Regions from separate parts of the Mus musculus genome. Here all the other regions are linked to region 1. The links are chromatin contacts, called in public Hi-C and promoter capture Hi-C maps. All regions are on one chromosome and are shown on one strand. Each heading gives the region's core, a stretch centred on a gene start, on an enhancer-like site or on the middle of the called end of the contact. The rest is flanking DNA. Distances are from core to core; before and after follow the strand shown. Region 1 holds the start of Zfp446 (zinc finger protein 446). Region 2 holds the start of Ndufa3 (NADH:ubiquinone oxidoreductase subunit A3). Region 3 holds the start of Cnot3 (CCR4-NOT transcription complex, subunit 3). Region 4 holds the start of Leng1 (leukocyte receptor cluster (LRC) member 1). Region 5 holds the start of Leng9 (leukocyte receptor cluster (LRC) member 9). Region 6 holds the start of Kmt5c (lysine methyltransferase 5C). Region 7 holds the start of Rpl28 (ribosomal protein L28).

Region 1 (3,830 bases), core at 338-2,837:
CACAGGGGCTCTCCCTTCGATCTGTCCTTCTAAGAAGCTAATGTCATTTCACTCACCCAGCCCAGCAGCTGCCCAGGATCATGCTGCAGCCCCTCAACAAGAACTGCGGCCTCCTCGGGGCTTCCTGGTCGCTGCCCTCGAACCCAGGCCTGGATCTCAGGGGGCAACACACCCAGGAACTGTTCCAAAATCAGCAACTCTATTATGTGTTCTTTGGAGGATGACTCAGGCTGTAGCCACTGGTGACACAACTCTCGAAGCTGGGCCAGTGCCTCTCGGGGTCCCTCAACCTCCTCATAGCAGAAACCCCGGAAACGGAGTCGTGCAGCCTCAGGCTCCTCAAGGGTGGTCCTGGAGTCTCTGAGGGATAGGTGTGGGGTACCCCGAGGAGATGGCATTCTTGTTTTGAAGGGTCTTTTTGGAGGTGACAGAGGGACCTACAGAAAAGGAAGAATGTCATCTAAGGTCAGAAGACACACACCAGACCCCTCCTAGAAGCCGGAAAAGAGAACCCTGAGGCCAGGAGAACTTCAAAGAAGGTCATGGGAGGTGCAGCCCCACAGCAGTTGAGCAGCTGTATTTTGTTTTGAAGATAAATGACTGGGTGGAATGTCCAGGGACCTTCTAGAAAACTGCAAATGACGGGCTCAAACATTTGGGTACAACACAGGGCTCCTGGGAGATGAAAGTGGCTCATCCAGTAGACAAAGGGTCAAGCAGGACACGGAGGGAAGGGGGGTGGGACCATCATCCTGGGTGACCTGGAGCCCTGAGGCTTCAGACAGGAGGCAGACCACTGTGCTAGCTGAAGAGTTGGCTCTGAGACACAGGTACAAGACCTGGGGCAGAGCTGAAAGCCTGGGTGCATTCTCAGGAGCTTATTATGGGTTGGGAGGCACAGCTCGCTGATCGCAGCTGAATTGTGGATGCCTCATACTGCCTCAGCTTACTACGCATGTGAAACCCTGAAACAAAAGCCAAAATCAAACAGCCCCGTTTTGTGTGGAGTTGTAAACTGGAACCTGTGTCCCAGCTCTTAAGATTCTGGTTTTAAATCGGCTCTCTTGGGACATCCGTCCTGCTCTGGAGAAACTCAAGAGTTGGGGTGTCAGGCTCTGACACAGGAAAGGGGTGGGTCCGACGGCTGGGAGGTGCTCTCGGTGATCCGAGGAGCCGGATTATGAAGCTGCGCCCGCCCAGCTAGGAGTGAGCTCACCTCTGACGCGTGGGAGAGCCCCAGGAGGTTGGGGCACTTCCAGGAAGTGACACCGAGCACGTCCCACTGCCACTCAGAGAACGCCCCGCCTCGCGCGTTGCCCTACCAGCCCGGCCAATCCTGCATCTGCTCCGCCGGATCGGCCCCCTTCGCTCGGACTACGTCTCCCGTGAGCCTCAGCAAGAACGACAGCACGCTTCCAAGGCCTCTCACGCGCGAGACTCTTCGCTCCTCTCCTTGGGGTCGCGTTGCTGCAGAGTTCCGGGGGGGGTTCCCACTCCTGACTTGGCAGCCGTTCTTCTCTTGCAACCGCAGCCGTAGGACTCACGTAGGACGGAGCCGACTGTGGGTTAGCCTCCTTACGCATGTGCGCAACGGACCTGGTTTCTATTGGCCAGAGAGGCATCCTGACCAATCAGAGCTAGCGCTCCCGGAAGGACTCTCGCTCCTTGTGTCTCCTAGGTAACAGCTAGCGCACAACTTAGGGCCTCTTGCTGTTCTCTGAGTTAAGCTGTAAGGGTCCCCCTGCCTCGGAGAAGGCCTAGGTGGAGGCTCCTTGGCCTCTTGAGTCCAGACTGTTCTAGACAATCCCGTTGGGAATCCAGGTGAAAGGCGGTGGTGGGCGAGAAAAACTCAGTATGGCCTCCATCGGATCTCCGTTAAGCTCCCTGGATATTGTGGAGACAGTAGGCCTACAGGTGAACAAGTGCTCAGAGGAGGTAACCATGTAATTACCAACCCTCACTAATAGTCTTCAGATAACATTACTGAAAATAAGGACGGAGGTTTCTGATTAAAATTACGAGGTATACTCAACCCTTACTTAGGAGGATGTAGTTAGACAAGATGACTTATATTTATTTTTTTTCTCCCAATGGGCAGTTGATGGCATTTTGTTTGTTTGTGGGGGAATGGGGCCTTTAAAGAATAAAAGTCCTTGGCTGTCCTGGAACTCACTCTGTAGACCCTACTAGCTAGCCTGGAGCTCACTCAATAGTTCTGCCAGTCTTTCTCCCATTCGCTGAGATTAAAGGCATGGGCCCCCATATCCGACAGTTAGAGGCTTTTTAGCTTAATTGCAGATGGGCTTAGTTTTATTTCCACATATCAAGTGGCTGGACTGTGATATAAACCATTCAATCCTGAACTCGATCTGCCTACTTGGGTTTCTTCTGCTACCCAGGAACCTTCTCCTTGGCAGCTACTGTAGAGAGCAGCGGTTCTCTACATCCAAAACTCCTGAGCAGTTCTGTCGGTAGAATTTGTCTTTTACAGATTCTCTGGACACAACTCTCACCACCTACCTATTGAGGAGAAGCGCTAAGGGGGCCTAAGGGGGTTCCCAGAAAGCTCTCTTGGAAACACCTTTGTTCTAGTGCTCACCTCCCTGCTAGGCTGGTTTCTAAGCCTTCTATGTGCCACAGGATAGACCTGGTTGAGTCTTGTGATGGTATACATCTTACCCCTGGGCTTGACATGACCATTACCATCTTTATTTCTCCCTTGTTCAGGCCATTAAATCTAAGACCACATATTTAATAGGTAAACTATCATTGAGCTAGCCCCAACTCAGTCCTTAATTATAATGGTTATATTAGGTTGGCCAATGTAACCATGAAACATTTTATCTTTTGAGGCAGGATCTAAGTTCCCCCAGGTTAGCCTCTCAGCTGTCTTAAAGTAGAGGGCCTGTGGTGACCTACTGACCTAGCTCTTAGGGTAACAAAATAAAATTTATAACAGATAGCTAGGTCTATGGTACTGGGGTGTTCAAGTTTCCTCTTGGATTGGGGAGACATTTTGGTCACCAGTCGTTCTTGCCTAACTGTGTGTGATCTTTTTTTTTTTTTTAAATATTTATTTATTATATGTAACTATACTGTTACTGTCTTCAGACACTCCAGAAGAGGGCATCAGATTTCATTTCAGATGGTTGTTAGCCACCATGTGGTTGCTGGGATTTGAACTCAGGACCTTTGGAAGAGCAGTCAGTGTTCTTAACCACTGAGCCATCTCTCCAGCCCATGTGTGATCTTAGAAATGATAAATTTTAAGGTAAAAAGTTGATTAGGGCACTCAGGAGGCAGAGGCAGGCAGATTTCTGAGTTTGAGGCTAGCCTGGTCTACAGAGTGAGTTCCAGGACAGCCAGGGCTACACAGAGAAACCCTGTCTCGAAAAACAAAACAAAACAAACAAAAAAAAGTTAATTAGGTTTGAGATTCTTCAGTCACCCATCTTCTTGTAAATGTTCCAGCTCTGGGGAGGAAGGGGAGAAGCCTTCCCCAGTGGCAGTGTTACAGCTCTGAAAGGAAAGGTATCCTGGAAGTTGGGAGCCAGGAAATACCACAAAGTCACAATATACAACAAACCTCAGACAAGAGATTTATTGGGAGGGAAAAACTCAGAAGGTGGTTGTATTTCAGGTGAGAAGCAGCAGAGAACTGAGCAGAAAACAGAATATATATATATATATATATATATATATATATATATATATTTCTCATTTATTTTATGTATATGTGTTCACTGTAGCTGTCTTCAGCCACACCAGAAAAGGGCATTGGATCCTATTACAGGTGATTGTGAGCCACCATGTGGTTGCTGGGAATTGAA
Region 2 (3,830 bases), core at 644-3,143, 9.4 Mb after region 1:
AAATCCTGAGAGTGGAGAATAGCATAGAGGTTGGAGACAAGCACTCAGGAACACATGAGGTCCAAAGACTGGTCACGATAGATAGCCTTTAGATTAGCCCATGTGGGCTATAGCCATGAAAGGAATGTATCAGGTTAGTGTTGCTGATACAAGTTAATAACCACATGTTAATTTCACATCTTAAACTACACATGTTAAGGGGCTAGAGATGGCTCAGCAATTAAGAACACTTGCTGCTTTGCAGAGTTTGGCTCCTAGCACCTTTTGACTCCAGTTCCACAGCATCCAACAAACGTATCTGGCTTTTGTGAGCACTCCCACATATGTGGATACAGAAACACAGATAACATAGTGTGTAAAAGCTGAGGGGGCTGGGAGATGGCTCTTCAGGTAAGGAGAGTACTTTCTAGTCGTCCAGAAGACTTGAGTTCAATCCGCAGCAGCCATGTCAGGCAGCTCATAAATGCCTAATATCTCCCACTCCAAAGGAAAAAGAACCTACGTCCTCTTCTTGCCTCCAGAGGCGCACACACATTTTTAAGAAAAGATACGTGCCGGGCAGTGGTGGCGCATGCCTTTAATCCCAGCACTTGGAAGGCAGAGGTGGATTTCTGAGTTCGAGGCCATCCTGGGCTACAGAGTGAGTTCCAGGACAGCCAGGGCTACACAGAGAAACCCTGTCTCGAAAAACCAAATAATAATAATAATAATTAAAATAAAATAAAATAAAGATATGCAGGGATGGTGGCTCAGGCGTGTGATATCAACACATAAGAACCCAAGGCAGACTGCTGTGAGTTTGAGGCCCACTTGAGCTAAGTGATTTGTATCCTCTATAAAAAAGAAAACTGAAAAGATTCAGAAGAAGTCAGTTCAAGGAAGTTTTTAACCTTAGTGTGGTGAGAGAGCTCAATAGTTAAAATTACCTGCTCACTGGAACTCAGAATGAGCACTGACTCCAGTAAGTTGTCCTCCGACCCCCCAAACCCAACTGGTAGCCAACACACACACACACACACACACACACACACACACACACCTTAAAAAATGTAATTTTAACTTTAAGAACGAACCAAGTATACATTAAATCACTATTTCAACATATAATCAATTAAAACCACATACATTAGAGCATTCTAGGTCTTTGAAAGTCAGGGTGGTAGATAGCTGGTGGTGGGTTTTAGAACTTCTCTGTCACACTCCAGGCCAGCAATACTGACAATTTTGGTACTGTGATGGCTGCCAAATCCAAGGCCTCACCCCAGACTTTCAGAATGAAAATTTAACAGGTCACCTCCATCTCCCGGGCTTCAATGCATCAGAACTGTGAGTAACCCTGTCCCACTGCAAGGTGGGAGGCTTGCTGAGAGATTTGCATAAGTCAGACTTCGCCGAGGAGTTCTGCCTACAGAGTCAAACTGAGTTGAATGTGCACCTCTTGTGTGTGGTGAGGGAAGAGCGACAGTAATGTCAGGATATGGCTGGCAAGGGGATGCGAGATGAAACTGTGCCGTGGAATGCTGATGACTTCCGGGTGGAGGATGCACTTTCGCGCCGGGGAAGGGGGCACTCACCGAGGCCCCAGACAGAGAAGGACACCACCAGCACCGGCTCCTTCGCCCAGGCATTCTTGAGGAAGGCAGAGATTCCTAGAGAGGTGAGAAGACAGTCACCCTTGGGGACTACTGCGGTGACCTCTAACACTCTCGTATCACCCCTGCTCTGCACCCTCGTGACTGCCGCGCCCCTATTCTGGGACGGATTACCGGTCCCCAAGGCTCCACTGAGACTCAGCCACGGATCAGCCCACAGTTTCCTGGAACTACTTGATCCCCGCGAGCTCCAAACCTGTACTTACTCCCGGCCATCTTGTTCTTGGCGGCGACAAGGAGCGGAGCTCTCTGGGAGTTGTGGTCCTTCTCCTTGCGTGAGGCCCCGCCCCTTGGGCGAGGACGTGGACCCTTTCGGGAGTTGTAGTTCTGGAGTGAGGCTTAAGAGGACTGAAAGATTTAAACCACCTTGAACACCTGCTGGCCTCACCATTTTCTTATAGTTTATAACTCAGCAAATGCATCGGAGAAGTAACATAACGTTCTCCTGTAATAAAGTCAGCTTTGGGCTGGAGAGATGGCTCAGAGCTCTGTCTGCTCTTCCAAAGGTTTAATTTCCAGTAACCACATGGTGACTGACAACCATCTGCAATGGGATCTGACGCCCTCTTCTGGTGTGTCTGAAGACTGCAACAGTGTACTCATAAATAAACCTTAAAAAAAAAAAAGTCAGCTTTACATTGAGATCACATCTAGACATAAGCTCATTCTGGAAATTCTAAATTAATCCCAAATATATTAAGGACTGCCTGTGCTTTGTGTTACTAGCATGCAGATCATGGCTTTTCCCTCCATCTGCCCCTTAGTGCTGAAAACTGAAACCAGGACAGGCTAGGCTACCCATCTCCGATTGAGCCACTCCTCCGTCCACTTGCTGATAGATTCTACTATCCCAGGTCCCTGCTGGTGGATTTTAGGCATATCTTTTATTGTTGAGCCACATTTTTCAGCCCTTTCATTACTTTTTATTTTGAGACAGGGCATTAAATGGCTCAAGTTGGCCCTGCAATCTTTGAACTTGACAGCCTCCTGCCTTGGTTTCTCAAGCTGGTGAGATTACAAGCCTGAGCCTCTAAGATAATGCACATCACTTAAAAAAATTAACATATCTGGACTGGACAGTGAGAGCAGTAATGGAGTCTGAGCCTTCTCTTGTTACCGGCATAGTACATATTGTACAGCAAGCTTCTTTTTCCCTTTCTACCTTTTTGTTTTGTTTTTTTTGTTGTTGTTGTTGTTTTTTTCCTCTTTTCCATTTTTCTTCCTCCCACCTGCCCCTTTCCTTTCTCTCCTCAGTGCTGAGGCTACTCTGGGCAAGTGGTCTTCTACTTAGCGACAACGTCCTCAGCCCTCCTCCCCAACTTTTAAGTTAAATTAAAGAACACCAGAGGCTATGACTGTTCCATCTTGCAACTTTTTCCAAGACAATGAAACTATGACACAGTTACCCAGGAGCCTCCACCTGACTCCTCTGTTCCCTAAACAGGACTCTCACATGGCTTTCTGGTGTTGCTTCATTTCCTCAGAGTGAAAAAGGCAGGGTCAACCTTTTCCTCAGCTCCACGGAGAGTGCCCACCATGGTCCTGTCGCTGATACTCCAGCTGTCGACTCTCTGTGAGCTGTCCCTCCCCTGTGTGTGGATCCTTGGCTGGGCTGAGGGCTATATCTGTTCATATGGAATTCAACATCCAATTTAGAAAAAGGAATCAGGACTGGTACCCAGATACCTGAGTCCTAAACGGGGGAAGACAGATTGCTGGGTCGGGGGTGAGCATAGGTTTCTCTGGATCTCCAGGCAGAGGAGAGTAAGGGATATCTAGGGGTCAAAGAATGTATTCAGTTCTCATGGTAAATGGGCAAGTCTACTGTGCTGGAGGGAGGGGGCATCTAAACCTTCAAACCCCAAGGCAGAGAAACCCCAAGGAGCAAAGTATTGTTCTTAGGAAAGGTGGGGAACAGAGGCCTGTCCTCTTGGGTCAGACAGCAGCTTCTTAAGTATGGGGAATGGAAGTACAGAGTTTTGCTTGATCCTAAAAAAGACGGTGGCAGGCTTCATGTAATCAGAGTCTAGGGCTCCTTAGAGGGGAGACGGTAGTCCACAAAGGGCTTTGTAAAAACCAACTCTTCACCTTCTGCAGGGCCTGCATGCCGTGCTGACTTCACACCAACAGGTGAGTGGGAGACTCCACCTGCTCTATGCTATGCTGCTCACACCTCGC
Region 3 (3,830 bases), core at 376-2,875, 9.3 Mb after region 1:
AGAAAGGGGATGATGCCAATAGCAAAGAAGGCAGGGACTTTACCTGGCAGGTGACAACACCTACCCGACAAAGACAACACAACTGCAGGGAGAAAGGCTACCCCTTACACAGCAGAAGACTCCGGTGAGGAGAGCTAGCAGTCCTACAGGGTGCCAGTTGGGTGAGATGGACCATTCTACCTCTGAAACGCTTTCACCCAGTGGATTTCAATTATAAAAGATCACATATCCACATAGGCTGGGCAGATGAGAATGGAAATACAGAGAGATGGCAGTCCAGGTGATGACCGGGGAAGGGAGACGGTGAGGAAGCCCCTAGCCAAAAGAACAGAAAGCTAATCCTAAGAGGGATGACAGTCCCGGAACCGAGATACAGCTGTTTAGAAGTGCTTCAACTGTCCCAACAGAAGAGCACCAACAACTGAAAGCATGGGAGCTCGCATTCCACCGACCCAGATCTAGAAAGAAAAGCTAAGCGGTCCTCACCACACACAGCAATACCTAACCACTTAGGAAGCTTCACCCACCGAGGCAGACCGTGCATCGTAGTGGAGCCTGCATCCCCAAAGCTAGAGTCCACTGATACCCCACCTCAAAGATGCAAAAGATGTGAAGCCAGGAAGTGAGCAATACGGTACAGTCCTGAATCCAAGGTTTGGGGAGGGAGTGTTAAAACAAAACACACACACACACACACACACACACACACACACACTCACAAACCCCATGCTTCCTTAAAAAGAAGATTGGTGGAAAGGGACCTCTAGGAGACTTCACTGCTAGAGCTGTAAGGACTAGGTGGAAACTTTGGCTTAGGCTCCAACTCACAACGTTAACTGCACCCTCGGGTCTTGGGGACTTTTTCCTCCACAAGATCCATCTCTTCCAAAGAGGCTTCCCCCTATCAAGACACCAACAAGCTGGAGCTTTCGGGTGCACTGAGGCAACGCTCCCGAATGGAGCTCCCGGGGAAGGCATGACTGCAGGAGTGGGCCCCGCGCCCAGAGCAGAAAGACCCCTCCGCGGCCCGCAGCGCGCCCACCGCTCCAAGCCCAGCCAGACGCGGAGGAGGACGGGCACCTCGCACCCGGGGCCGGCGCTCTGCCACGCGGGAGTCCGGACGCGGGAGGACAGAGAGAGGAGAGGGTCCCCGCCCGCCCGAGCCGAAGCTGGGCCCGAGCGCGCGGCTTGGGCCCGGCGGGAGCTGAGGCCGTGTCGCGACAGGCAGCAGGGTCGCGGAGCAAGAAGTCGGCCGATGGAGCTGAGGGAAGAGGGAAAGGGGTCCGGCCCAGTCGAACCTGACGCTCACCGCAGGAGCTGGCGCCGCCGCTGCGGAGCGTATCGCGACAGGCGAGGAGGGGGGAGAGAGAGGCGAGCGCCCGCCCGCCGCCTTTTTTTTTTTTTTTTTTCCTCTTTCCTCGCGCCCCGAGCCCGGGCGCTATCGCGATAAGAGGGCGCGAAAGCCGGAAGTAGGGTTGGGTTGTTGATAGAGGAAGTGGGCCCGGGATTGTTCTAGACGACCGAGTAGGGGATTCAGGGATCAAGGAAAGGCCCGGCAGCGGCTGCCGACGGCTCCACGGAAGCTGAACGGGCCCGGTCCAAGATGGCGGCGGCGGAGGCCTCCCCTCCTCTCTTCTCCTCTCTGGCGCCGGCCCGCCCCCGAGCCCCGAATATAGGTCCGTCATTGCTCCCGCAGTACGTCGCTCTGCGCCGTTAGGCGCGCCCCATTGGTTCCTAGCGAGAATGAGGCCAACCTCTTCATTATGATTGGCTGATCTCGGCAAGGCGCGGCGTTCGATTGGCCTCCCGCTCAGCTTGCTTGGATTGGCTCGGGTATTTCTTCCCAGCTCCTCCTCCTCCTCCCCTCCTCGGAGCACAACACGCCAGCGCGAGGACCTGGGTGTCAATCAGGAAGCCTGTGTCGTGCTGATTGGATGTGTCCGCCCCCTTACCCTAAATCAATTGGCAGCGGGGAGGAGTCAGGGTGAGGGGCGGGAAGTTACTCGTCAAGTTTAAAGGCAGCTGTAATTGGTTGCGAGGTGTATTCTACCCTGAACTCATTGGTTAGCTATGAATGTGGGTAGAGGAAAACGACAAAAAGCATAGCGTGTGAGTGTTAAAGGAAGCTTATCTAGTGGGAGACGGAGAGGTGCCAGAGGGTTGGGGATAGTAAACCCAAGTCATCTACCAATCAAAAGAGCCGCCAGCCCTAAGGGGAGGAGCTAGACAAACACCCCGCCCCTTCCCTCGGTTAGCCAATAGGGTAGCTATTAACCTGCCGACAGGTGTGGTTGTCGGAGCATCCTTCCTTTGCCTGTCTAGGCTGTTATCTGATCCTCGTAGTTATTCCCCAAGCGCGTTTGCTTGGTATATCTCTAAAACTCAGTGCTTTCTAAAGGATGAAAGAAAGAAAGAAGGAATCAGGAACATTGCAGAAGCGACTGAGAAACACAAGGCGTGGGACTGACGTTTCTCTGGTTAAGTTAGCAGACTGGGACCTTCCCTGGAGTTGCAAGGACTCCAGCTGTAGAGGAAACTGCGCTTTGCCCTACCTCGGTTACATCTGTAATGACTACTCACTAGAGTTCTGCTATGCTTCTTAAGGAGTAAACTTCTCCGACCACCCTTGCCGAGTGCTTAGGTGAGCCTCTGGTTTAATTTTGTTTGATTCCTGCCGTTTTTACACATACTTGAGTCTCACTCTCTGGATTTCTCGTTGTTTAGTACCCATGAAGCACTCCATAGCCCTTTGCTGACTAGGTTGCAAACGTGAGCACCACGTTTTCATGAATTGGGGAAACTCGATCTATCTCTGCCTACTATGTGGAGGAAAAGAAGATAAATCCACACTTGAAGAGAACGTGCACGTGCATTTCACCGCATCAGAATGGCATGAAGCAAGAGAGAAAAAATGGCTTATAAAAAGGCATATTCTTCGGCTGGAAAGATGGCTCAGCAGTTAAGAACATTTTCCTGCAGAGGACCAGTTCCCACAGGGTGGCTTGCATGCTTGTAACTTCAGTTCCAGATCTGACTCTTTCAGCTGGCATCTGCTGGTGCACTTAAGCTCACACATTTATGTAATTTTTAGATGCATATTCTTAGGGTCACATAGACTTAAGAAGGTGAAACCTAGGGACCAGTGTTTGTCCAGATTTTTTAAACAGCTTCTACACTCTCTCGAGTTTGTTATTCATTCAGTTTTGCTATTTCATGCGGGCCCAAGAATGGGGAACTGCTTCTAGCTCTATCAGGAATCCCTGCCAAATTATTAAGATGCAGCTTCCTTCTTATCTAGGCGGTCCCCAATTCTGCTTTTTCTAACAAGCTCCCAGGATATACTAATGGCCTTAAAAACAGTTATGATTCTCGGGCTGAGCTGCACTTTAGAATCACCGGGGGAGTTGGTGGAGGTAGAATCCAGATACTTAAGACTTATGCTAGAACAATTACATCAACAGCTAGAGTTGGAAACTAGTTATTCTTTCCCTGAAATGATCCATGGAAATTCCTGTTTTTCTTTCCAGTAGAGAGATTTGAAACCAAGGCTTAACATGCTAGGGAGGAAGACTACTATTGAGCTATTTCCAGTCGATTCTTGCCTCTCCTTTTTGACAGATTTCACATAGGACAGGCTGGATTGGACCTAGAGCTTTGCAGCAGAGAATGACCTTGAACTTCAAGTCTTCCTGCTTCCATTTCTCAAGTACTGGATTTCAGGTATGTGCTTACCACCATGTGGCTGCTTCTTCGACCTTTTAAGGAACTGGAAGTCACTGTGTAGACTAGGTTCGCCAGAGAACTCACAGAAATCTGGTCTCTGCCTGGTA
Region 4 (3,830 bases), core at 606-3,105, 9.3 Mb after region 1:
AGGAATGGGCTGGGTGGTAGAGTTAGGAAAGCCAAAAGGCAGCCTATGACTGTCCCACTCTGCCCTTCAGGATACTCTGTGGCCTCTGTCCTGGGGCACTGGGTCGTCTGTCGGGAACCCTGGAGTTCCAGGTGCCAGATGAGGTGCTGGGGCTCATCTATGCGCAGACCGTGGTCTGGGTGGGAAGCTTCTTCTGCCCTTTACTGCCTTTGATCAACACTGCTAAGTTCCTCATACTGTTCTGCCTGAAGAAGGTGAGTCTGAGGAGTAGCCTAGGGTCTGAGCTGACAGGTGTTGGAGGCTGTAGTCCTGGGCTAGAGAAAGGAGGACGGTTATCAGGGCCCTGATTACTATGCCCTGAGGATGGGAGGAGGGAGCTGGAAGTCAGAGTCCTATTGGCTCAGAGATCTGGTCCCAGCCCCCAAAGGAGGCCAAAGCTCCAAGATAAGAAACAGGGAAAAGCAAAGGATTGACTCTTGAGTCTTACACCTCCATTTCCTCGCCTCTCCCTACCAGATAACCCTCTTCTCCATCTACTCACCGGCTTCCCGCACCTTCCGAGCATCCACGGCAAACTTCTTTTTCCCCCTGGTTCTCCTTGTGGGTCTGGCGATCTCTGCAGTTCCCGTGCTTTACAGTATCTTCCTGTAAGTACGAGAGACTTCTGTTTGTTCTCACTCTAGCTCGACTTGACTGAATCCAGTGTGTCTCCCCCTACAGGATCCCACCTTCGAAACTGTGTGGCCCGTTCCGCGGGAAGCTGTCCATTTGGGCCCAGATCCCTGAGGCCATTGAGAGCCTCCCTCAGACTGCCCAGAATTTTCTCTACTTTCTGGGAACCCAAGCTTTTACTGTACCTCTTCTGATCCTCTCTAGGTGAGCAGTCAGACTTTGAATGTGTGTAATTTAGTGTTTGAAAGAGAAAGGAGTTTCTGGGCACCTGAGTGCTAGAGAGGTGGGCTGGGTGCCTATATACAACAGAGACGTGGGGCTGGCCGGGATGCCTATAAATCAAGAGCAGGAGAGTCGGAGTGTGAATGCTTAGGGTCTAAGAAAAGACATCTGGGTTTGGATTCCTGGTCTGAGGAAAGGAGGGCTAGGGTGTGGATTTATCGATTTGATGAAGGGGGAGGAGGTATGGAGCCTGAACCTCTAGTTTAACCTCTGGTTAAAGGGTCTGAACTTTTGGGTCTAAAGAGAGAGGATAAAGACTTGTGTTCAGAGTCTCAAAAAGGGTTTTAAGGGATTTGAGGATCCTGATATTGGTTTCTTTAATTTACTTATTCATTTAATTTTTATGTGTGTTGGTATTTGGACAGTGTGACTGTCTGTGTGAAGTAACGAACTTGAGTTACAATTGTAAGCTGCCATGTGGGGCTGGGAATTGAACCCCGGTCCTTTGGAAGTGCAGCCAGTGCTCCGGTTACGAGCCATCTCTCCAGCCTGGTTTCTAAGGAGCCATATGATGAAGATGATTGTTTTTCTAGAGTGATTTTCATTCCTGTCTTCCATAGCATCCTGATGATGTATACCGTAGCCCTGGCTAACTGTTACGGACGCCTCATCTCTGAGCTCAAACGCCAGATAGAGACGGTGAGCCAGGCTGATTTCCCCGGAAAGGGCTCTATGAGACTATGAAAGAAGAATGAAAAGGTGTGCTTCACTTTCGCTCCTTTTTGCCCGCAGGAAGTGCAGAATAAAGTCTTCCTGGCCCAGCGAGCTGTGGCTCTGAGCTCAAGGAATGGAACTTCCTGATAAGTCTGGCTGAACCTTCAGCCCCTCAGCTTCAGTGACTTCATATCAAGTGATGGGACTCTTTCATCTCTGGAACCAAATTCCCCGCCCTCTGCCACCCGAATGCTACACTCTCAATTGAACCGTATTAATAAACAACAGTCAAGGCCGCTTTGCGTTTTGAAACCCCGTTCTGAAGCCTCGGACGGGGTTTGGGGAGGGGCCAGGTCCAAATCGGCCTGAAGAGCTAGGTTATGTCTGCTTAAAGGAATAGACAGGCAACAGCCTCATCAAGCAGCGTCCGGGGGTGGAGCAACTCAGGTTACAAATGCTTAGGATTGGCTGAGATGGAAGGCTCTCAGCCAATAATCTCTAAACAAGGCTAGGATGGGACGTGACAATTGGCCCAGAACCAATGCACGAGCAAGGGTGGAACCATGGGGCGGGAGCATCCTCGAGCCAATCGGAAGTGCTGAAGAGTGGGCCTGACAGTCCGAGGTCGGCACTGGAGCCATGAATATCTTGCCGAAGAAGAGCTGGCACGTCCGGAACAAGGACAATGTTGCCCGCGTGCGGCGCGACGAGGCCCAGGCCCGGGAGGAGGAGAAGGAGCGGGAGCGGAGGGTGCTGCTCGCCCAGCAAGAGGTAAGCCTGGGGACCGCCCAGAAGCGCGGCGGGCCTAGCTATCACTCGGTGCCGGGAGCGGGTCTGTGTGTTCGACGATGTTTCTCTGAAAATCCTGTGCTAACTTCCAAGAAACCTTCCTAGATTTCCCCACTGGTGTTGAGGGACCAGAGACTAGCATACTGGAAGAGTTGGACAAATATTCTGATTACTTTATAGGTTGCCCGCACAAGTTAATTACTGATCACCCACTCTGTGTATGCTCCCTTCCTTCTGAGCGCTTGCTTTGAGAAATTCCCTCTTAGAACAACTTGGAGGGGTGCGGTCACCTTGCTCTGAGTACAACGGCTTCAGCAAGGAGGGCAAAGGGCGGACAAGCCGGGGTCCACTTCGTTGGGCATGTCTTTTCTCCCTCCCTCATTGCTTGCCAAGAAAAGAGCATCTGGAGGTTTTATTTGGAACAGGGTCTGTGTAGCCGTGGCTGTTATGGAACTGGCTACGTAGACCAGGCTGGTCTTGAACTCAGCTTGCCTGTTCCACTTGAACGCTAGTATTGAAGACCACACACACATCACAGACTCTAAGTTACTCGATTAGTTTGGTTTACACTTAAGTCCCTTGGCCAATCTGATCATGAATTAGTGTGGGCTTAAAAAAAAAAAAAAAAGCCGGGTAGTGGCGGTGGCGCACGCCTTTGATCCCAGCACCTGGGAGGCAGAGGCAGGTGGATTTCTGAGGCCAGCCTGGTCTACAAAGTGAGTTCCAGGACAGCCAGGGCTACACAGAAAAACCCTGTCTTAAAAAACAAAACAAAACAAAACAAACAAACAAAAAGGTGACGCTTGTAATTAATCCCAGATACTAAGGCTGCAGAAAGGGGAGAATTGTGAATCAGAGACCATCCCTATCTGGGGTCAGGTTGTACTTGGAGTGGTGACCTGGAGCCATACCTTGGATTTAGATCCTTTGTCCAGAAAGCAATATTTGATTACCTTACAAGTTTGGGAGTATATACATACTTGTGTTGGGGACTGAATTTGGAACTACACACAAGGCAGGGGCTCTATGGCTGAACAAGCCACCTATACCTATACCTGAGTGGGTTTTCCTTGCATCACTTGAGACTGGGAAGCCTTCTGTTTTAGGTCAGGGATCTTCTCTGAACTATCTCTGATAGCCCAGTTTACTGTCTAAAAACATCGATTCTCCACTCCAAGTTAGAAATGGTATCTCTTCTTGCTCTCAATATTTGCCCCACCCCCACCCCCTCTTTTCAAGACAGGATTTTTCTGTGTAGTCCTGGAACTAACTCACTCTGTAGACCATGCTGGCCTTGAATTCAGAGATCCATGTGCCTCTGTCTCCTGAATGCTAGGTTCAAAGGTGTGTGCTACCACTGCCCTCCCTGCCCATGGACCATTCTTGTATCCTCAGCACTTCTGGGTTCTGAATGTCTTCCCTATAACCCTTCA
Region 5 (3,830 bases), core at 864-3,363, 8.8 Mb after region 1:
TTAAACTAAGTATGTCACTGAGTTCAGCAGGAGGGACCTTGAGAACCTCCCAGTCTGCTTCCTCATTTGTTAACTGGGAATAATAGTTCTTCCATAGCCCTGTTTTATGAGAGCATTCTGTGGCTGACTATGTAGGATAGGGATACAGAGTTGGGGCTCCCGGATGAGGCAGCTCTGATATGCCTATGTCCCCACAGATGCCGGTAATGAAGCAGCTGGGCCCTGCACAACCCAAGAAGCGGCTGGATCGCGGAGCACTCTCGATCTCAGCACCCCTCGGAGACTTCAGGCACACATTGCACGTGGGACGCGGTGGCGACGCCTTCGGGGACACCTCATTCCTGAGTCGCCACGGGGGCGGTCCGCCTCCCGAGCCTGGAGCCCCACCGGTTGTGGCCCCACATTCTGTCGCTCCACCTGCAGCCCCACAGCCCCCTGTGGCTGTGCCTTCACCTGCGGACCCGCTGCTGTCTTTCCACCTGGACCTGGGCCCCTCTATGCTGGACGCGGTGTTAGGCGTCATGGACGCGGAGCGCAGCGAGACAACAGCCACCAAGCCCGATGGGGATGCCCACCCTAGAGTGCAGCACCCCAAGACCCGCTGCTGCTCAAATGCTGACCTCCAGCTGGACGACGTCATCGGTCTGTAGTGTCATAATTCCCTCAACCCCTCCCTCCCAGCACTCCACTTTTGTACACATAAATGGCTGAGGTTTGTGCCATGGACTGTCTATTCACTTTACGCGGGAAAGGGTACAGAAGCAGTAGGGTGGTGCCACTTCTAGTTGGGGTGCCACCAACTAGAAGTCAAGTTGTCAGTGATGCTCCTTTAAGAGTTTGAATACGTATTCATGTAATGCCCCTCCCCAAAGGCGGAGTCTCTACCACAGTCCTATTCATCCCTCAAACCTTGACCGATCCTCACTACCACCTGGATAAAGTCCAACACCCGTGACAGCTGCTATCTGGCATAAAGAGTCACAGTCGCCTGGCCATCCACTTCCCTCCAGGTGCACTCTGACTGGGCGGCGCTTCCCTGCAAAGGGAAGCGGTTGGCGAGCCTTTGGAGCCACGAGGGTGTGGTTCCCGTGGGAAGGGCTTCAGGTCCCACCAACTGTGTGTCGCCCTGCGGGAGGCTGTTGCGTTACAAATCTGGGCACAAAGTTCAGCCTGAGACGTCCAGATATTTTAACATCTAGAGGTGCAGGACTGCCCGAACCTATATCGGGAGGGGGGTGAAGCAAAATTCTCAAAGGTTTTCAGAGGGGAGGAACAATTAGAATTAGTCTCTGGGTTTGTTTTGGGACGGGGCTATCTTAGGTCCCTAGAGGGATAAGACCAATTTAAATTAACCGAACCAGAGGTAGAGTAAGGGTTTTTATAGTTTCCAAAAGGGTGGGTCGTATATTTCAAACGTTAGGCTGGTGACAGGAGTAAAACCCGACCTCTACAAGGAGGCACAGGAGAAACCATTTCACCATGGTTGAGTCCAGGATAAGACCAATGAGGGGCGGAGCATGTGTAAAACAATCAGGTGGAGTGAGGCCAAGGTAAAGGGGTGAGGCTCCCAGGAAAGACATTTATAAATAACTTGACAGAGGCAGAACCAGGAGTCACTTTATTCGTTATGAGGTGTGGCATGTAAGATAATCAATTGCATGGGAGCTGGCTACAAACTTTAAAGACGGTTGGGGGCGGGGCCAAGACCGCTGAGTCCCACTCCTCTCCTCCCAACGAAGCTGCGGTGTTCAGGTAAATCAGTTGCTGCCCTGCCAGGCTCCCTAGAGGTCTCGAGAGGCTGAGCAGATGCAAAGTATCTGGAGGCGGCCGGAGGGGTTGTCTAAGCCCTACCCCCACCCAGGCTGCGGAGTATATGTAAATCGGATGCGGAGAAGCCTTTCTTGGGGCCCTGACAGCGGTGGGGCACTTGTCAAGTATTTGCTAAACTGTCTCGCTAAAGTCCCCAAAGGGAGAAGTTGTATGGAATAAGACGTGACTCCCTGGATGTCCAGAGAGAAGCTTGACGCACACATAAATTGGCTGGTTGGGCGGGGCCAGGCTCTTTAAGACTCCCTGAGGGGCTGGACATATGTAAATCATTTCAGGCGGGGCAAGAGGGGGTTCCCAGTGGCTTACAAACCCGGTACGCGTAAATAAACTGGACTTGAAATTAGAGCTCCAGAGCCCGTGTTACATTCTGACGCCCTGCCTGGTCCTTTGGCCTCCTTCCACCTGAGGCGGGAGGGGTTCCTGGCGTCACAGTTGGAGATCAACGCTGCAGACAGAGACCGCTTAGTGCGTGAAGGCCCATGGAGGCCTCGGCCGATTCCTCTGAGGCCCCCGCGGTCTGCCGCTTCTTCCTAGAGGGCCGCTGTCGCTTCGGTGCGCGCTGCCGTCAGCCACATCCCGGGGCCCCGGCGCCGTCCCCGGTGGTTACGCAACCGGAGGCTGGGTCCAAGAAGCCGGCTCTGCGTACTGCTGCTGACGTCATCCGACGCATCCGCTGGGACCCGCGCCTGGACCCTGCTGACTTTTCGGTGGGCTACACCGACCGCTTCCTGGGAGTGCAGGAAGAGCCATTCTGCGCCTTCTGCTGGGACGAGCCGCTGGCAGCGCTCGGACCTGGCGTGTTGGCAGTGCCGCAGCACCGCATACGCTACTTCCGCTTCCGCGGCCGCCTGGTATGGGACCGTGCCTCCCGTACTGACCTCATTTTTGGATCGGGCTCTGTGGCTGGTCGGGGACCCACTATCCTTGATGCGCTGGACGGCGGGGACGAGCATTGGACAGAGGTCACGGCAGAAATTCCCGACACAGAGAAAACAGGGGTGGGTTTAGAGGGTCTGGATACCCAGGATGCCCTTGCAGAGGCGGGTGGAAACCCGACCGGAACAGGTCTTGATTCGGGCCTGGAGACACACGAAGAGGGTGGGGCAATCAAAGAGACCAGAACTGGGCTTGATTCCAGCCTGGAGACACCTGAAGTGGATGGGCCAACCAAAGAGACCGGGCTGAATGGGACCACTGAGTTAGAAATGCCAGACCCAAGCATGAACTTCTCAGGAGTGAAGATCAGCTCAGTAGAGGAGCCCAGAGCTACATTGCTTCCACAGTGGCAGGCGCAGGGCATGGAAACGAAAGGGCTTTCTGCTGAAGAGATGGGAAATGTGTGGGATCCAGGTGTTTGGCCTGACGACAGAAGGGCCCCTCGCCAGCCCCGGCCCACACATTTTGTGGCACTGATGGTGACAGAGTCTGGGCTTAGGGCTGAGGTGGTCAAGGCCCAAGAGCATCTGGTCCGGATTGCCCCTTCTTGTGCTGAGTTCCTGGTACCAGCACAGGCCCTGCACTTGACAGTGGTCTTGCTAAGGCTGACAGGCCCTGGGGAGGAGGCTGCAGCAGCTAGAGCTCTTCGGAGAGCCATCTTGAAACCAGGGCTTCAGGCACCCTCCCAGCTACAGTTCAGGGACTTGGTTCTTCTGGGCCATCATGTGCTCTGTGCCACACCCTCCCCCACACTGACAGGTATGGCCCAAACACTGAATCAGAGGCTAGAGGCCGAAGGGCTTAGAGTGGTGCTGCTGCCAGAACTACAACCGCACCTCACCCTGGCTAAGGTACCACATGGAACCCAGGTCTGCCTCCCTAAGCCTGAGTACACCCTGAACCAGGAGCTAGGAAGGCAGCCCCTAAGTAAACTCTGGCTTTGCCGCATGGGTAGAGCAGGGCATAGCTATCTTCCCTTGGTAGAAATTTCCCTGAAATGACCGAGGTTTCATATTTCGGATAAAACAGGCCAAGCAGAAACAGGTTCTCGCTCTCTCTCTTTA
Region 6 (3,830 bases), core at 527-3,026, 8.2 Mb after region 1:
GTTCTCGGGCTGTCACTCGATCAGGCCCCATGGTGCTTTAAAAACCATGCTGCTCTGGCACAGAGCATGGATGTGCCGCTCAGGCGCTGCATGGGGTGTCTGTGGGCCCCAGAGCCTGCTTATCTGCAGGAGAGCACGGGGGTAATCAATATTGACTTCATGGGACTCTATGTAAGAATGACACCCAACAGGTACTTTCGAGTGAGGAAACCTTAAGAAAAATAGTCTCCTGTGCAGTAAGTATTTCCTCCCCTCTTGCAAAACAGATGCATGTCCCCCAATCACATACACTACCTTCCCAGGACATGGACACTTTCTCGAATGTCAGCACACACAAAGACCACTTTGCCAAGTGCACATGTAAGAGACAGGTCCCTGTGTACCCAGGCGGAAGGAAGATTAATTAACTGCCTGAGATAACTCCAAAGGCTTAGCATGGCAGGAGGGAGTTGGGATAGCTGGGCTCTCATCAAGGGAAAGGGGAAAAGGAACTCCATAGGAGCTTCTGGCCTGCCTTTGCTGACCCCCTGCTAGGCTGATTCTCCCGTCCTCAGCACCTCCCTCCAAGGTCACCCTCCTCTGGGGAGTGGTCAAAAGGTTGTGGGTGGAGCCCAGGCAGCCATTAGGGGAAGAAGGATCCAGTCCCTAATGCCTCTCCGAGGACTCCAGCAAAAGGGAAGCCCGCCAGAGGACAAAAAACAGGAAGAAGGGAGGAACAGAAAGGAGAGGAGGAACAAGTCAAAACAAAGGGTCGGAGGCAAAGAGGGGAAAAAAATAGATTCAGAAAACCAAATCAAATAAAATGGAGGGCCAGGTTACCCAGTACCCTCACTGTGGTGTGTCTGACAATTCTGCGCTTTGGGAGAGAGCAAGAAGGCAGAGTGTGGCAAGACACACTCCGCCACTCTGGGAGAAAGATCTGGAAAAAAAACGGTCTGGGTTAAATGAAGAGGGTGCTTAGAAAAAAAGCCTGGAAGCTGGGAAAAGACAAAGTGAGGTGTAGGGAGTATGATGTGAAGGGAGAGAAAGGGGAGAGAAAGATGGAGGGAAGTCAGGATTGGCGGGGGTGGGGGGAAGAAGGCACCTGAGGTTGCAAGGGAGGAGCCCACGAAATCCAAAGGGTAGATATGCCTGGGGTCCAAGGGAAGGGCTTAGCGGTTCCAAGCAGGGTTTGAGGGAATCCTGGGGGATTTGAAGTGATGGAAACCTGAAAGATCCTACGGGTTCGAGGAGGGAATTGAGGGCGCTAAGTAGCTAACTAAAGCCTGGGAAGGTTGCAGAAGGGGGCTGGGGAAACAGAGAGTCAGAGGAAGGGCCTCAGAGACCAGGATAGTGAGACAGGAGTCAGGAAGTGCCCTGAGTGTGACAGGGTAGGTAGGTTACGATGCAGGAAAAGGTGGTGGGGATGGGCCCTGGTGGGGCAAGGAGCGACTCCTAAGGTGCAAGGAAAGTCCTGAGAGTGAGAGAGGAGTCTGCATGGGCTCCAAGGGTGCAGGGAAGGGTACGAGTGAGGAGCGCGTAGATCCGCGGGGCTGGAGACTTGGACCGCAAGGTTCGAGGAAGGGCCCGGGGACAGCCGGTTCAGGGGGTGACTGGGAGGCCGGGCGGCGCGGGGCGGGGGCCAAGAGGGGGCTCAGAGGTCGGGCCCCGCGCCGCCCCTCACCCGCTTCTCCTCCTCCTTCTCCTCAGGAACCCGCGTTGCAGCCGCCACCTCCACCCACCGCCTCCTCCGGCTCTCGTCCGACACAGCCGCCGCGCCTCCCCTCGGCCGGCGTAACAAACAGCTTAACCTTCCTTTGGCCCAACCCGCCGTCACTCTTCCGTTGCTATGAAACTCGCGCTGTTCTTATTGGCTGACTCTCATTGCTCTCTTTTTCCCGCCTCTTCTGGCCCCAGTCGGTGCCCTGACAAAACCCCTCCACGCCCACTCTGTCAATAAATCCAGCGAACTACAGCCAATGGCTCGGGTCGCTGTCATTCAGGCGTTGCCATAAAAATCTGTCCCGCCTCTTCTTCTGCACTGTCCCAAATCAGTGCTTTCATTGGCTTAAAGAGCCGTCGCTCCAACAGAAACTCTGTTTGGGTCAGGTTATTCAGGTCCAAGTGAAAAGAGGGAGGGCTCTGTCAGAGACAAACTTCGTATATTATTGGTTGGCCTTGGACAGGACCACGCTTCCATTCGTTAAGGCCTCCGCCCATCACCCTAAATCCGGAGCTCTATTCTCTTTCTTTCAGCTTGAAGTGGGGCAAAATCCCTGAGCGAACCAGGAAGGAAAGAGGTGAATGCACACACGCGCCATCGCGCTCCCGGCCCCAGGAGACCATTGGTTGCCATGGCAACAAAACTTCAGTGCCAACCCTGCTTAGCAAGAAGATCTTTTCTCTTTCCCAGTATTCCTTATCTTTGGAAAATTGTACCTACAAGAACTCTGTGAAGTTTTCTTGTCCTGCCTGTGAACAGTTCAGAAAGAGACGACGCTGAGAAGTTGGGACTTAGAAGACAAGCTCTGATTCATGGGGCACTCCCCTGGGGAAACCCCTTAATTAAGATTACCCACCTCTTCAATCCTGCAAGTATAATTAGCAGGATATCATAATTACGTCCAAACAAGTAAGCTTACTTTTGTTTTTGTCTTTCCTGAGTTATCTATTTGGTGGGTTAGGATAATGCCTACAGCACAGAATGTTTTGTTACTACAGACTGAAGGAACAACCGATTGAAGTGAGATGGGACATTGAAATGGCCCAGTGTGTAAAAGCACCTGCCCACAAGTCTCATAGCCAGGATCCGCATAATGGAAAGAAAGCACCGACTCCTGAAGGTTGTCCTTGACCTCCACATTCATGCCAAGGCGCGCGCGCGCGCGCGCGCACGCACACACACACACACACACACACACACACACACACAATTGATTAAATCATAGTAGCTTCTCTTTTGAGACATGAGCTTTGACTGTCCTAGAACTCACCATGTAGATCAGGCATGAATTTGCTCGTCATCCTTGCACAGGAGCCATGCAAATCTTCACTGTATCGCTGCAATTTTAGTATATGTGCTGCTGCAACATTTTGTTTTTAAGGAGGCTGAAGTTTTGCACCGTTCTGTGATCTTGGGGTTTTGCCAACTCACAGCTTCATGGTTGCGTCTACAAAGCAAATATCATACACTGATATACTTTCAAGTGTCTGAGGTCCATGCCTCACCACCCTTCTCTCTCCTAAATTCTAAGACAGCTCCCTACCCTAAGCAGCTCTCCGGGTTAGGATGACTATATCGTCCTTGGGTGCTGTCACATTATATGAGATTTTCAAATGGCTAATAAAAATATATTTAAGGGAAAAAACCCCACTAAATAGCAAAGTGTCTTCCAGACTGTTGAAGTATATTCCAGGATGAGGGTATAGCCTGTGGGTATACAATATGCACCATGGGTGAGGCTTGTGGTTTGATTTCCATTTTGAAAGAAAAAGAGATGTGCCTAGCAAACAACTGGGTAGAGAGATTTAATACAGCAACATGGCTACTCTGGCTGGAATACATTCGTGTTTTTTGTTGTTGTTGGGTTTTTTTTTTTAAGATTTATTTATTATTATTATATCTAAGTACACTGTAGCTGTCTTCAGATGCACCAGAAGAGGGCATCAGATCTCATTACAGATGGTTGTGAGCCACCATGTGGTTGCTGGGATTTGAACTTCGGACCTTAAGAGCAGTCGGTGCTCTTAACCACTGAGCCATCTCTCCAGCCCCTACATTAGTGTTCTTAGCACACATCTTTAATCCCAAACAATGACGGTAAAGTTAGTTTGTAGAAGGAGACACGTGT
Region 7 (3,830 bases), core at 407-2,906, 8.2 Mb after region 1:
TAGCTTTGATAGCACAACTAAAGACAGCGCAGAGCCACAGCTCAATGAGCACAAAACATTTTGGAGGCCTAATGGAAGTCAGTGGACTCTTTATTGCTTCGGGCGTGTGGGGCTCAGGAGCTCTTGGTGGGGCGGGTCCGTTTCCTCTTCACCACCACAGGCTTCTGGCTTCGAAGGATGGCACTGGCCCTGCGGATGGCCGCCTGAGGACAGGACAAGGAACTTAGCTCACAAACTCAAAAGACACTCCCATTTACTGCTGCTTGTTTCCTAGGACTCCGGGGAGGCAGGGTGTGTGTGTGTGTGTGTGTGTGTGTGAGTGATCAAAAGTCCCGAGTCTAGCTCCAGCTAGGCAGAGCCAAGCACCCAGGCCTGCATGCAGCCCCTCAGGTTTAGTACCAGCTGCCCCCCTGCCTTAAGTACCCATCCATTACTCACCATACGCAGATCAGGGCGGTACTTGTTCTTTCGGATCATGTGTCTGATGCTGCTGAGGGTAGCCCGAGCATTCTTGTTGATGGTGGTCCTCACATAAGAAGTGGCAGGTTTTCGCTGACCTGGTAAGGAAAGCCTAGGAATCAGTCCATCTGCATGAGCCCTTCAGAGCATCTGCCTGATGGAACACAGAGCCTCTCTGAAGACCATGCTCACCCCATCTTCCCTCCAGCCCATTCAGTACATCCCTTAGGTGACTGTCACAGGTAAGTCTTAAAGCCCGGGAAAATCCCATCCCTCTTTAGGAACCTCCCAGATACAGGAGGGACATAGCGCATGCACTTAATCCAAGCACTCAGGAAGCAGAGGCAGGTGGATCTCTGAGTTCTAGACCAACCTGATGTAGAGTTCCAGGACATTGAGGTCTACATAGAGAAACTGTACTTAAGTTTCTCTCTACACTTCTTAATTTAAAGATCACCTTACACAGCCGGGAAGTCAGAGGAAGGGCAGTTCTGGACCCTGGAAAAAGGGAGCGCTATCGTGTGCAAAGGCTCACCGGATCTGCGTTTCATAACTACCACGACCCCTTTGCCATCGGCGGCCGGCTCCACTCCGACGGTCTTGCGGTGAATTAGCCCGTTGTAGCGGAAGGAGTTTCGGGCTTTCAGATTATTTGGCTCCTGGGGAATAGGTGTACACGATGTTAAGTTAAGGCCCGGAGGCTCCGATACGCAAAAGAGCCACAGTGCCCCTCACACGCGGGCCCGACTCACCGTGCTGTACGTCTGCTTATTCCTCTTGATCAAGAAACTGGAGCAGTTCCGGACGACCATCCACTGCAGATGCGCGGACATGGCGGCGGCTGGGGAGAAGCCGGGGGGGGGGGGGGTGTGAAAGATGTCAGAAAGAAGCAGGCCGTGGACAGGCGGCTGGGTAAGCGGCAGCACCGTTGGGAAAAAGCGAGCAAGAGCTTTACACGGCCGAGGAAAGGGTGAGCAAAGGAGGCAGGCCGAGCTAACACCGCGGAGACTTAGAAGGGGGAAGGGACGCTGAGGCCCCACTTCCGGTGGGGAATGAGGGCAGCGAATGGTGCTTGGGTACAAGGAGAGAAAGCCCAGGCAGGAGACCGAGGCCGTGGGAGCGAGATGGCGGCCACGCGGGACGGACAGAGGCCTCACACTCACCTCCTCTCCCTATGGCGGCCGGAGACGGAAAGAGAGACACGAGAGGCGGGACGACACCTTTAAAATGGCAACGCATTTCCGCTTCCTCCCGTGGCGCGCCTGAACTCGGCTACCCAGCTTCCTCTGGGCCTTGGGTTCCGCCTCCGAGTCTTTTTGACTCGGGAACCTTCGGAGCTCTTCGTCTGAAGGTCCCGGCGAGTTCTCGCGGTGCGTACCGTGATGAGGCGCCGGGGTGGGGTAGGAAGTTTTCGGAACTCGGTGACTCGGTTTTCGTGAGGATCCAAAAGCAGAGAGAGTTCCTAGAGCTATGTTCCCATCGCATCACCCTGATCTGTTCAGTCTGCACTTAGCGCATGGTGGGCACTAATACATATTTTGAAAAAAAAAAACGGTTTTGCGCCCTTGTCTAGTAGATTTCGAGGTGGGATCCTCCAGCCTCAGCCTGTGGATGCAAATATTGAGGATTCCAGATCTCACATTAAGTGGAGCTTAATTGATTTTAAGATTTATTTATTTTTCCCGGGCGTGGTGGCGCACGCCTTTGTTGGATACTCTGAAACTAAAGTTACAGATAGTGCCTACTGAGAATTGAACCACTGTTGTCTGGAAGAGCAGCCAGTGCTCTGAGCCGTCTCTCTCTCCAGTCCCAACTTATTTTTTTTTTTTTTTTTGTAATATGTATGAGGGCTTTCTTAATTTCTTAATTTCCTTTCTTTTTAAGCCTGGATATATATATGAATGCTATGTGCCTGCCTGGTGCCTGGATTCAATTAGACAGTTTTTGAGCCACCATGTGGGTGCTGGGAATAGAACCTGGGTCCTCTGGAAGAGCAGCCAAAACTCTTAACCACTAAGTCATCTCTGCAACTCCTTTTTGTTTTGTTTTTTTGTTTTGTTTTGTTTTGTTTTGTTTTTGTTTTTTTGAGACAGGGTTTCTCTGTGTAGCCCTGGCTCTCCCTGAACTCATTTTGTAGACCAGGCTGGCCTCCAACTCAGAAATCCTCCTGCCTCTGCCTCCCGAGCGCTGGGATTAAAGGCGTGCGCCATCACGCCTGGCTTCAGATTTATTAATTTTAATTATGATGTATGTGGGTGTTGTGTTAACATGTAAAATGCAAAGTCCAAAAGAAACCGTTGATCCTGAGAAACTAGAGTTTCAGGCAGCTGTGAGCTGCCTCATATGAGCTGGTAACCAAACCCAGGTGCTCTGCGAGAGCAGCAAGTGCTCTTAATCACTGAGTCCTCAAGACTTGTTGTTTAAATGGATGCATGAACTATTTTAAAGATTTGCTCTGGCGTGAAGTCTTCAGATGGCAGATGGTTCCATTACTCTTCTTGACCGTGTCCCACACAAACACCAGTGCCCAATGAACCATTTTCAGACCTCTCTAAAAATGTACTGCTGCAGTGTTAAATACCTATTCTTTCATGCCTGGTTCTGTCTATGCAGAAACATTCCATGTCTGTCCTCAGCAATACCTGGCCAATCCCGGCAGCTTTTCTTTATAAGTACACTGTAGCTGTCTTCAGACACGAGAAGAGGGCATGCGATCTCATTACAGATGGTTGTGAGCCACCATGTGGTTGCTGGGAACTGAACTCAGGACCTCTGAAAGAGCAATCAGTGCTCTTAACCGCTGAACCATCTCTCCAGCCCACCACAGTCATTCTTAATGTTTTATTAGCATTTAATCATGCATAAAGTAGGTTTACATAACATTTTTGTATGTGTATATAATGTTTTGGGCCATACTCACATACACTCCCACTGCAGCTAGTCTGTGTGTGTGTGTGTGTGTGTGTGTCCAAGTGTGTTTCCTTTATGCTATTCACAGGCTCACGGATGGTTTGTTTGCAGGCTACCAATGGCAGCATCACGGTGGAAAATGTGATTTTTCTCCTCCATCATCCTCAGTTTTCTCCAACTCTGAAACTAGATAGAGTCTTGGGAGAACTAGTTCTGTTCAGAACTGTCTCGAGGTTTCCCACCCCAGGGAGAATGAACTCATTTAAGGGGTAGATGTGTGGAAGATCAGGACTTCCCTATAATAGCTGTTGGGTCCTCCTAGTGTGGACCATGGCTTGGCCCAACCATTTGCCTGTGCCATGATGCCTCTCAGTTCCAGAGTGACCTGGCCATACCCATTAAATTCTCTCTAAGTTGGAGCTGGTGAGATGGCTCAGTGGGGAAGAACACTGACTGTTCTT

Evidence for each region. Promoter capture Hi-C pulls out the DNA fragments that hold promoters and counts their contacts. A called contact is a pair of places that touch in the nucleus more often than the background predicts.
Region 2: a promoter capture Hi-C map of pre-B cells shows a contact between it and region 1. The contact joins the promoter of Ndufa3 here to the promoter of Zfp446 in region 1. A contact is called at or near these places in 2 of 39 promoter capture datasets (cranial neural crest and pre-B cells) and 1 of 484 Hi-C or Micro-C datasets (B cells).
Region 3: a contact with region 1 is called in a promoter capture Hi-C map of second pharyngeal arch cranial neural crest. The contact joins the promoter of Cnot3 here to the promoter of Zfp446 in region 1. A contact is called at or near these places in 5 of 39 promoter capture datasets (cranial neural crest, frontonasal cranial neural crest, maxillary cranial neural crest and 2 more).
Region 4: a promoter capture Hi-C map of cranial neural crest shows a contact between it and region 1. The contact joins the promoter of Leng1 here to the promoter of Zfp446 in region 1. A contact is called at or near these places in 4 of 39 promoter capture datasets (cranial neural crest, frontonasal cranial neural crest, maxillary cranial neural crest and 1 more) and 1 of 484 Hi-C or Micro-C datasets (B cells).
Region 5: a contact with region 1 is called in a promoter capture Hi-C map of second pharyngeal arch cranial neural crest. The contact joins the promoter of Leng9 here to the promoter of Zfp446 in region 1. A contact is called at or near these places in 4 of 39 promoter capture datasets (cranial neural crest, maxillary cranial neural crest, pre-B cells and 1 more).
Region 6: a promoter capture Hi-C map of pre-B cells shows a contact between it and region 1. The contact joins the promoter of Kmt5c here to the promoter of Zfp446 in region 1. A contact is called at or near these places in 4 of 39 promoter capture datasets (cranial neural crest, frontonasal cranial neural crest, pre-B cells and 1 more).
Region 7: a contact with region 1 is called in a Hi-C map of uterus, with 4 times the contacts expected there. The contact joins the promoter of Rpl28 here to the promoter of Zfp446 in region 1. A contact is called at or near these places in 2 of 39 promoter capture datasets (cranial neural crest and maxillary cranial neural crest) and 1 of 484 Hi-C or Micro-C datasets (uterus).

Annotation. Positions count from the first base shown.
Region 1 is chr7:12,975,605-12,979,434 of GRCm38.p6, reverse strand. Zfp446 (zinc finger protein 446) reads right to left here and starts at 1,587. Exons shown (of 6, transcript NM_175558.4): 1 at 1,323-1,587; 2 at 57-437. The coding sequence starts at 1,583.
Region 2 is chr7:3,615,436-3,619,265 of GRCm38.p6, reverse strand. Ndufa3 (NADH:ubiquinone oxidoreductase subunit A3) reads right to left here and starts at 1,893. Exons shown (of 4, transcript NM_025348.3): 1 at 1,859-1,893; 2 at 1,575-1,649. The coding sequence starts at 1,868. Oscar (osteoclast associated receptor) reads left to right here and starts at 3,109. Exons shown (of 5, transcript NM_001290377.1): 1 at 3,109-3,225; 2 at 3,750-3,782. The coding sequence starts at 3,189.
Region 3 is chr7:3,643,064-3,646,893 of GRCm38.p6, reverse strand. Cnot3 (CCR4-NOT transcription complex, subunit 3) reads right to left here and starts at 1,625. Exons shown (of 18, transcript NM_146176.3): 1 at 1,310-1,625. It overlaps Gm15927 (a long non-coding RNA gene), which reads left to right and starts at 2,549. Exons shown (of 6, transcript XR_003946711.1): 1 at 2,549-2,641; 2 at 2,725-3,080; 3 at 3,619-3,720.
Region 4 is chr7:3,663,865-3,667,694 of GRCm38.p6, reverse strand. Leng1 (leukocyte receptor cluster (LRC) member 1) reads left to right here and starts at 1,855. Exons shown (of 4, transcript NM_027203.3): 1 at 1,855-2,379. The coding sequence starts at 2,248. It overlaps Tmc4 (transmembrane channel-like gene family 4), which reads left to right. Exons shown (of 15, transcript NM_181820.2): 11 at 71-254; 12 at 517-647; 13 at 721-876; 14 at 1,515-1,593; 15 at 1,687-1,941. The coding sequence ends at 1,755.
Region 5 is chr7:4,148,155-4,151,984 of GRCm38.p6, reverse strand. Leng9 (leukocyte receptor cluster (LRC) member 9) reads left to right here and starts at 2,113. Exons shown (of 1, transcript NM_175529.3): 1 at 2,113-3,802. The coding sequence starts at 2,310. The coding sequence ends at 3,767. It overlaps Leng8 (leukocyte receptor cluster (LRC) member 8), which reads right to left. Exons shown (of 16, transcript NM_001374609.1): 16 at 3,812-3,830. Cdc42ep5 (CDC42 effector protein (Rho GTPase binding) 5) reads left to right here. Exons shown (of 3, transcript NM_021454.4): 3 at 198-725. The coding sequence starts at 198. The coding sequence ends at 650.
Region 6 is chr7:4,738,073-4,741,902 of GRCm38.p6, reverse strand. It overlaps Kmt5c (lysine methyltransferase 5C), which reads right to left and starts at 1,776. Exons shown (of 9, transcript NM_146177.2): 1 at 1,664-1,776; 2 at 1-123. The coding sequence starts at 31. Gm24537 (a small nuclear RNA gene) reads right to left here and starts at 3,071; the gene lies at 2,970-3,071. It overlaps Gm42369 (a long non-coding RNA gene), which reads left to right and starts at 1,823. Exons shown (of 2, transcript XR_881802.3): 1 at 1,823-2,611; 2 at 2,701-2,913.
Region 7 is chr7:4,790,791-4,794,620 of GRCm38.p6, reverse strand. It overlaps Rpl28 (ribosomal protein L28), which reads right to left and starts at 1,656. Exons shown (of 5, transcript NM_009081.2): 1 at 1,623-1,656; 2 at 1,212-1,300; 3 at 995-1,118; 4 at 439-557; 5 at 74-203. The coding sequence starts at 1,292. The coding sequence ends at 114.